Linked DNA regions of Mus musculus: regions 1 and 2 are each linked to region 3. Evidence: chromatin contacts called from public HiChIP or PLAC-seq and promoter capture Hi-C data. All regions are on one chromosome and are shown on one strand. The core of a region is the stretch at or near the end of the contact, and the rest is flanking DNA. Distances in the headings are between cores, read along the strand shown.

Region 1 (2,700 bases), core at 30-2,529, 340 kb before region 3:
CCTTTCCACATCTGAGTTGATGTTTCTCCTGCATGCTCCCTGCCTAGGCTTAGGAGATCTGTGTCTGTCCTGAGCAGAGCTGATGGTGAGAGCCCAGTGCGGTCCCTCTCTGGTTCTCTACATCAGGGTGCCAGTGTGGACCCTGGAATGCTGCAGTTCACCTGCGCTGCTGGAGCCCCCACGGGATGGTCTTGTTACCCAACTCTACGTCTTTCCCTTTTCCTTCATCAACTCTGTTTTCAGGTCCTGACCCCTGTTTAACTAGGATCTAAAATAATAGAGATAGTGTTGTAGTTTCAGGGAAAGAGACTTATTGTTTAGTCATTTGGTATTTGTCAGGTACCATTCCAGCTGATGGACAATTAGACTTAGTAGTGTATACCTGAGGAGAGATGTATTTGAAGCACAAGTTGATGACTCTGTTATTCAGCCTGGCACAGTGTGACAAACCTATGGCTGTCCCTTCCTGAAACTGCTATTTTACACCATTAGCCTTTTGTCCTTGAAATTCCAGGCAGCTGGATCTGGAAGCCCTAAAAGGTTGTGGAGTTTTCCTTAGCTGACATCATGGTTATGGAGGATTTAAACAGCAGAAGAATCCACAAGAGCAACGTTGGGCTGATCAACTTCTGTATTTTCATTGGAATATCGTGAATGTAGAAGACTCCTGCATGGGGAAGGTGCATGAGCCAGCAGGGCTGAGACACACATTAACCTGACATTTCCAACATGTACACAGGACAGCTCAATGCTTTCCATTATTAACCACATCACACTGCTCTTCCATGTGAGCTTATCAAAACCTAGAATACAGTTCAGGGAACATGGCTTGCATTTTACAAAGAGAATTCCAGGATTGGAAAGAGGCTCAGCGACTCCCCAAGAACTCTGCTTTCTCACCTGAGGCACCCCAGAGGGTCAGATGTAACAAAACATGATTTCTCTGTCTCTTAATACATGTCACACTCATTTCTCCCACTACAACCTCAAGTGTAAGAACAGTAGATTTGAAATAATTATCCCAAAGTTGTCTATACTTCACGCACTTTTCTCTTTAAACCCCCAAACACAGGCAGTCTGCAGTTTAGAAAAGTTTACTCTGTAACTGAGAGGAGCAGTCACCTCAAACGTTCATCCAGTGGGGCTCATGAAGAAACAGACCATGCCGCGCATAGAGAGCCTTTGTAAACAAAGTCTACCCAGAGACAGATGACAGACTTCAGCTCCAATGCTGATTGGTTCCTCACTTGGGACCAACCCTGACACTCTGGGATTTCAGATCACTCCAGGCTACAGAACTTTGCTTTCTGAAGGGGGCACAGCAGGTGTGAGTCCTGGTGACTGCCATTACCTGTGCCTTAGAGATGGCTCTGCAGATCCCCAGCCTCCTCCTCTCGGCTGCTGTGGTGGTGCTGATGGTGCTGAGCAGCCCAGGGACTGAGGGCGGAGACTCCGAAAGTAAGTGCCGGGGGCAGGGCTCTCCAGAGCCAGCACTCTGGGGGTCGTGTTCTGAGGGACCCTGGGGACTCTGGGATGTGGGAGGGGGTGGCAAAATCCTGATTTTACTATAGATTTCCTTTCTCTGAAGAGAGAGTGAGACTCCATTCTCACTTCTGTGTTCTAATATTGAGTTAGGATGGTGCCGCCGCCGGTGCGAGCCTGACATATAAACGGAGGAGGAGGAGGAGGCGGCAGAATTTAAATCGACCACCAAAGATAAGGGTTGTGCATGGGGAGACAGCAGGGCTTACAATACCAGTGCCCCCACCCACTCCCCCGTACAGGGCTTACAATACCAGTGCCCCCCACCCCCACCCCGTACATTGTCTGGAGGAAATGCCAGATTCTGAAGTGGGGAAACAGATCAGCGATGGTCTGTGGTCCCGATGTTTGCGGACAACTCCTCATGTGGAGTGGAGGTTTAAGAGAGCGAACTCTAGGCGTCTAACTCAGAGAGAAGCCAGTGACCAAGAAACCTAATTTTTTTGGTCAAATGGAATCCAGAACTCAAACACTGAGTTAGTAAATTGAATTTCCAAGAAAACACTAGGCCCAGAAGGGACATATGTGATACATACCCTGGGGTGAGCGGAGGTGTCCTAGTTCGTTCGGAGACCAGAGAGTAAATAAAGCCCCAGTCCCCTAAGCCATAGAGGTGTCTTCAGTCTCGCAGTTACCCTTAAGATGCCTGGAGTGACCGTGCAAGCAGGCAGTTCTCAGAGGTTGCCTGGATTCCCATTTGTTGGTTTTGTAGTCGGGGCTCTCCTGAGAACGAGTGCCCCCTAGGGGGTCAGGGCCTTTTGCACACAGGAGAGAGTCCCACAGGGTGGGGGTGGGGTAGCAGAAACTGGCAAATATTTTATTTATTTTTTGTATCCTAGTTTTATTAGTTCGCTGAGAATTTCGTACAGTTTTGGTCATATTTACTCCCTCTTCCAACTCTACCCAGGCCCATCCCCCCCCCTCTACCACCCAACTTTTGGTGTCCCTTAGTTTTATTATTATTTTTTTTTTCAAATGTACCAAGTACCGTTTGCGTTTCCTGAGGCGTATTCTTGTGAGGACGAGCCCGGTCGCCCCATCCCTCCCTTCCTCTTCCTTACCCCGGGTCGAACCGTCGCCCGGTGCTCCGCCGAAGCGGGGTCCTCACGGGCGGGGGCGGCGAAGAGACTGCCCGGCCCGAGGCCCCGAGGCCCGACG
Region 2 (2,700 bases), core at 19-2,518, 420 kb before region 3:
GAAGGAGGGTAGACACATCTACTTCCCCCACACCTTCTAGGTTAAAAGGCACCTTAGGAGACCCTTGGGTGCACTGAGAAAACTGACTTATGGAGACGAATGAGCTTCCCAAGTTGACTCAGGTCTCACTCTGAACCCTTGATTGATTTGATTTCTAAGTCCCACAGCTCCGTGGCAGCGAGGGAGACTTTTTCCAACCTTTCTGTCCACTCCATGTCGTTCTGATCTCCGGGGACCCTGCCCGCGAGTGTGCTTTCTGAGCACAAGTAAAAGGCCAGAAATGTCCACTTTGTTCCTCCACACCATGTTAACACTGTGGTTGGTGGCTTTTAGAGAGCAGAAACCAGCTGCCATCTTCCCAGCTCCTAGGTCTGGGCAAAGTTCTCAGGCAAGCATGGGAATGACGGTGTTGGGACAGGGTGGGGTGGAGTGTGCTGCAGGGCAGCACCTGGAACAAGGAGGACCACCGATCATCCCCATCTCCCCCTCAATCCTGGCGCCAGAGAGCTTGTCCTCACTCAGGGTGGGGGCTGTCTGGGGCTAGGTTAAGCAAAGATCTGTATGATGTGTAGGTAGGTCCTTTTCAGTGAGCCTCCATATTACCTTCTCTCAGGTGCTTCATCCAGGACACCTCAGCACCTCTTTTGCAGGGGTCCCCAAGCCCCTCACTTGATTTAGCCAGTAACCCCAACTGCGCAGTCTAGAGTGAAAGCGAAAGCGCTTTGGAGCAACTTCCCTTAGACGCTTCCAGCTCAAGCCAAAGAACGCACCTTCTCACCAGCTTCGCATGCGGATCCCTCCACAGACCCCTGGACACCACACTTCTGAGCAGGGATACCCTACGTTCACTGTGGAGCGCAAGCGCTGGGCGCTACAAGCTTCCTAAGTCTCTTGGTTTACTTCCAGAGCTTTAGGGGTCCCTGATCACTCCACCCGCTGACTCTCACCCCGAGACCCATTACCCCGGTGTGGACTTCTTCCGTCCGGAACGAGCCGGCGGTAGGTGCTCCTGCCCGCAGCATCTCAGCAGAGCGGGGCTCGGCTTTCCAATCAGCGGCTGCGCGCGGTGCAGGCAACTTGCAGACTGAGGCCCCGCCCCATCATCGCGCAAGGGGCGTGCCGTTCTACCAGCATTTGGCGCCCAGAGCAAACCTGAGCAGGGCAAATCTGCCCAGAGACAGGTGACGACAGAGGGTCCTGCCCTCAATCTGGGGTGGGGCCTGGGATGGGAAAATTCACGCAAGCAAGTTAAGGGGGCTGGGGAAGAAGAGGAGAATGAGATTCATGGAGAAGAACACGACAGGCCAGGGCTGCTAGGCAGAACTCCAACTACAGCTTCAGCGGCAGCTTCCAGAACAGCCTGAGCAAGCCAGTCTCAGAAGGAGGCGTGTCTAGTGATTCGAGGTCGGCTTTCGGTTTCTTCTTCCTCTAAACGCCAGCACTTCTAGTCAGCTCCACCAGCTCGAGCGGGTTCCCGGGACTTTACGCGCACGCCCTCGGACCCGCCCTTCTTCCTTCCCCACGGAGACTCCTGTGCAGCGCGGACGTCGAGAGTCCCAGGCTAGGACCAGACTCTGGACAGCTCACGCTCGATGGCTGCGCACGTCTGGCTGGCGGCCGCCCTGCTCCTTCTGGTGGACTGGCTGCTGCTGCGGCCCATGCTCCCGGGAATCTTCTCCCTGTTGGTTCCCGAGGTGCCGCTGCTCCGGGTCTGGGTGGTGGGCCTGAGTCGCTGGGCCATCCTAGGACTAGGGGTCCGCGGGGTCCTCGGGGTCACCGCAGGAGCCCATGGCTGGCTGGCTGCTTTGCAGCCGCTGGTGGCCGCACTGAGTTTGGCCCTGCCTGGACTTGCCTTGTTCCGAGAGCTGGCCGCCTGGGGAACACTCCGGGAGGGTGACAGCGCTGGATTACTGTACTGGAACAGTCGTCCAGATGCCTTCGCTATCAGTTATGTGGCAGCATTGCCCGCAGCCGCCCTGTGGCACAAGTTGGGGAGCCTCTGGGCGCCCAGCGGCAACAGGGACGCTGGAGACATGCTGTGTCGGATGCTGGGCTTCCTGGGCCCTAAGAAGAGACGTCTCTACCTGGTTCTGGTTCTCTTGATTCTCTCTTGCCTTGGTAAGGGAGACTGGGTGAAAGAGCAGGCCACAGGGGACAGGGCAATGGGCATTCCAGGCAGAAAGGGAGAGTAAAGTAGTCCCGGGAAGCGTCAGAGACACTAAGGAGGCAACTTAGGCGGAAAGAGAAGGACCCAGGCCCGAGAAGGGGTCCAGACAAGGGCGTTGGGGACAGGGTCTTCTGGGAGCAGAACTTCACATCATAGCCCAAATGTGAAGGTTTCTTTCCACACCGCCATCTTCTCCTCTCCTCTTCTCTCTCCTCTCCTCTCCTCTCCTCTCCTCTCCTCTCCTCTCCTCTCCTCTCCTCTCCTCTCCTCTCCTCTCCTCTCCTCTCCCCTCCCCTGCCCTCCCCTCCCCTCCCCTCCCCTCCCCTCCCCTCCCCTCCCCTCCCCTCCCCTCCCCTCCCCTCCCCTCCCCTCCCCTCCCCTCCCCCTTCCCCTCTTTTCTATTCTTTCCTTTTTGAGATAGGGTCTTTCTTTGTAGCTTTGGCTCTTCTGGAATTCATTATGTAGCCCAGGTTGGTCTCAAACCCAGAGAGATCTGCTCGCTTCTACTTGGAGTGCTGGGATTAACAGCCTGT
Region 3 (2,700 bases), core at 171-2,670:
GCTGATGCCAGCTTTACACACCGGGCATTCTTGCCGGTCTGGCCGGGTCTCCAGCCACTGCAAAGGAAATATGAAGTGTTTTCAAGTACAAAGAGCATCTCGGAGCTCCTTGACCCTCCCTGTTTCCCAGTCCACCTCATGAACACATACCTGGTGAAGACAGGGCCAACTGGATGAAAAACAAACAAAAAGCACACGTCAAACTACAGAAGAGAGCTGCAGACCCCAGAACATGGAAGCCCACCCACCACCTGTCTCCCAGGCACTGCTGCTCTACTGCTCCATTTCTCTCCATATTCCCAACAGCTTCTAGCATACTTGCTAACTTGACTTTTCCAGCTTCTTGCCTTTGATACTTGACATTTAAAGGTACTCACATTGGGTCCTCAACATCCTCCACACATTTGATCCTTTTCTCTCTTCCGGTGTCTCCTCTCTGTCTCTCCCTGTCTGTCTCCCTCTACACACACACACACACACACACACACACCTTCAACCTCCCCCTTTCTGCCTCCGAACTTGACTTCCCAATTCAACAGGTTTCCTTTCAGCCTGAACTCCATTCTTGCTCCTAATCCTCCAGACTCCCATGGTTTTCAGACACCCACATTGTTCCTCTCCTCCTTACTTCAAGCTCAGTAAAACCCCTCTCTCCATGACCCTTCACCCTCTCCATCTTGTCCTTACACAATGCCATTGTCTTCAGGTTTGACAAATCACCCCCTCCCACATCTCATCTTAATATGACCCACATCTAGGTCCATAGTCCCTAGATCTTCCCTCCTCCTCCGACAGGCACATCCCCTAAACTGAAAAGTCTCTCATCTATTTTATCTCAACACCTGGGTAGGTCTAACGGGGTACTGTGGTTCAGGTCTCGAATGGAGGAATATGCAGCGTCCCCCATTTCCCATTCCTCCTCATAACATACCATGCACCAGCTCATAGGACCCTCCCTGGAAAGATATCTCATTTGCACAGATGTGACCCTTCCCGCACCCCCACCCCATCTACATACATCAGCAAAGACACAAGTCCTCACTTTAGGCCTCCCCTACGTGTATGTGGGGAGGTGGGGTGGGACATATGCCCTCTGGTCATCTGAAAAAAACTGCATGGTCCCCGCTCTCGGCCTCCCCAGCACAAAGACGAACCCCGCCGCCTCACCCCAAGCCCCTGACTCGGATTCTCACCAATACAGGTGGCCACACACGCTGACCACAGCTTCGCGAGCTGTCTCCAGACATATATTACATTCGAAGGTCGCGCTCGCCCCGCCCCGCTCGCGATTTGGCCCTTCGGGGCCCCCGTCTTCTTCCTCCGCTGCTGCCATGGCAAGTTCTGCTTCGCCCCCACGTAGCCCTCAGTACCCCCAGGCACACACACATATACACTAACACAGGGCACACACACAGGCACACACACACTCACGCCCCAACAAAGCAGGTCCGCCTTCGGCCCAGGATCGTTGGGCAAACTTCAAGTTTTTCTCATCATTATTGGTCGAGGTACCTGCCAATCATATAGAATTCAAAGGACACGATTGATCCAAAGAGTGGGGGCGGAAAAAGGTGTGTGTGGGGCCCCTACCCTTGCACGATGATGATTGGCTGATAGGGCTTCAGTAACTATGCACTGCCGAGGGATTGGTCATAATGAGCTAGGCCTGTGTTGTCACTCAGCTAAAGAGGCTTTGATTCGTCAGTTCAGCTGCCAGTCATAACCAAAGCTCAGAAGGGATTGGCTCAGGCCTACAGAACTCGCCCACCATAAGCCTCTTTTTTTCCTTCTCTTCCTCTTTCTTAGAAGGTCCGGGTTCCTATTGGACTTTAGAGCGAATGGTTCCAAATCAAATGATTGGCTGGCATGACACGGAAGAATGAGCATGCGCAATAAGCGGGGGGGGGGGGCGTGGAATAGGCCAACCCAGACGAAGGCGGTGTCGACTCCAGTCCCGCCCCTTCACTCGCTCTCTCTCGTCACCATGGCAACCCCTCCGCTATTGGCGGGGCCTTAGGTTCAAAGGCCTCGACTCGGCCTTATCCGGGTCTTTCCGCCCGGACTCTCTCCGCTTGATTGGGCGGTTTACTCCGCCGCTGATTGGCCGAGATCTGGAGAGACGGTGCAGAGCTAAGGGGGGAGGGGGAAGGGCAGAAGTACCAGGGTCGCAGGGTTCAAGATGGCTCCGGCCTCCTTGGGTGACGTAGAGGGAAGACCTTGGGTCCGCCCCTCCCTCTCGGAGAAGCGGGGAGCAGAGCTGGGGTTAGCCCGACGCGTGGATGGTGCGGCCGTCGGTCTGTGGCGCCGGTGTTAACCCCACTCTCTCGGTTGGACGACTTAGCCTCTCTAGGTGATTCTCACAGCAGGACCGAGCCAAAGGCCCACCGTTGTAATGTGACACAGCAGACCACAGTGGACCCCCACTCCGTCCTAAACCTTACAAGCAGAAAAGGACTGGTTCCACCCTCTTGGGAGTGGGCGCCCAAAGGACAGAGGCCGACCCCTAGGTGACCCGCCGTAGAATGGGGTAGATCCGCCCCTTCCTTGTAGTTTGCCCTGCATAGATTTGGATCTTTTTCCTGGCTGGACGGCTGGCAGCTAGGGCCTTTCCAGCACTCAGTGACCCTCACTATGGCCCAAGGCCCAGAATTAGGTAACAGTCCTCGCATTCGCAAGGGCTCTTCACCAAGCCATGTAAAT

What was found. Promoter capture Hi-C pulls out the DNA fragments that hold promoters and counts their contacts. HiChIP or PLAC-seq counts read pairs in DNA pulled down with a chosen protein or histone mark.
Region 1: an H3K4me3 HiChIP or PLAC-seq map of bone marrow-derived macrophages shows a contact between it and region 3, with 2.7 times the contacts expected there. The contact joins the promoter of H2-Ab1 here to the promoter of Rnf5 in region 3. A contact is called at or near these places in 9 of 39 promoter capture datasets (the 3T3-L1 cell line, 3T3-L1-derived adipocytes, the C10 cell line and 4 more), 4 of 484 Hi-C or Micro-C datasets (B cells, bone marrow-derived macrophages, embryonic stem cells and 1 more), 4 of 115 datasets of contacts at active chromatin or transcription factors (bone marrow-derived dendritic cells, bone marrow-derived macrophages and cardiomyocytes) and 3 of 9 other capture datasets (adipose tissue, liver and macrophages).
Region 2: a promoter capture Hi-C map of embryonic stem cells shows a contact between it and region 3, with 4 times the contacts expected there. The contact joins the promoter of Tap1 here to the promoter of Rnf5 in region 3. A contact is called at or near these places in 14 of 39 promoter capture datasets (the 3T3-L1 cell line, 3T3-L1-derived adipocytes, the C10 cell line and 7 more), 8 of 484 Hi-C or Micro-C datasets (B cells, the G1E-ER4 cell line, Th1 cells and 3 more), 10 of 115 datasets of contacts at active chromatin or transcription factors (bone marrow-derived dendritic cells, bone marrow-derived macrophages, embryonic stem cells and 3 more) and 3 of 9 other capture datasets (adipose tissue, liver and pancreatic islet).

What each region holds. Positions count from the first base shown.
Region 1 is chr17:34,261,948-34,264,647 of GRCm38.p6, forward strand. H2-Ab1 (histocompatibility 2, class II antigen A, beta 1) reads left to right here and starts at 1,280. Exons shown (of 6, transcript NM_207105.3): 1 at 1,280-1,458. The coding sequence starts at 1,365.
Region 2 is chr17:34,186,288-34,188,987 of GRCm38.p6, forward strand. Tap1 (transporter 1, ATP-binding cassette, sub-family B (MDR/TAP)) reads left to right here and starts at 1,269. Exons shown (of 11, transcript NM_013683.2): 1 at 1,269-2,118. The coding sequence starts at 1,593. It overlaps Psmb9 (proteasome (prosome, macropain) subunit, beta type 9 (large multifunctional peptidase 2)), which reads right to left and starts at 1,043. Exons shown (of 6, transcript NM_013585.2): 1 at 963-1,043. The coding sequence starts at 1,022.
Region 3 is chr17:34,602,141-34,604,840 of GRCm38.p6, forward strand. It overlaps Rnf5 (ring finger protein 5), which reads right to left and starts at 1,421. Exons shown (of 6, transcript NM_019403.3): 1 at 1,194-1,421; 2 at 151-169; 3 at 1-57. The coding sequence starts at 1,333. It also overlaps a transcript of Agpat1 not described here.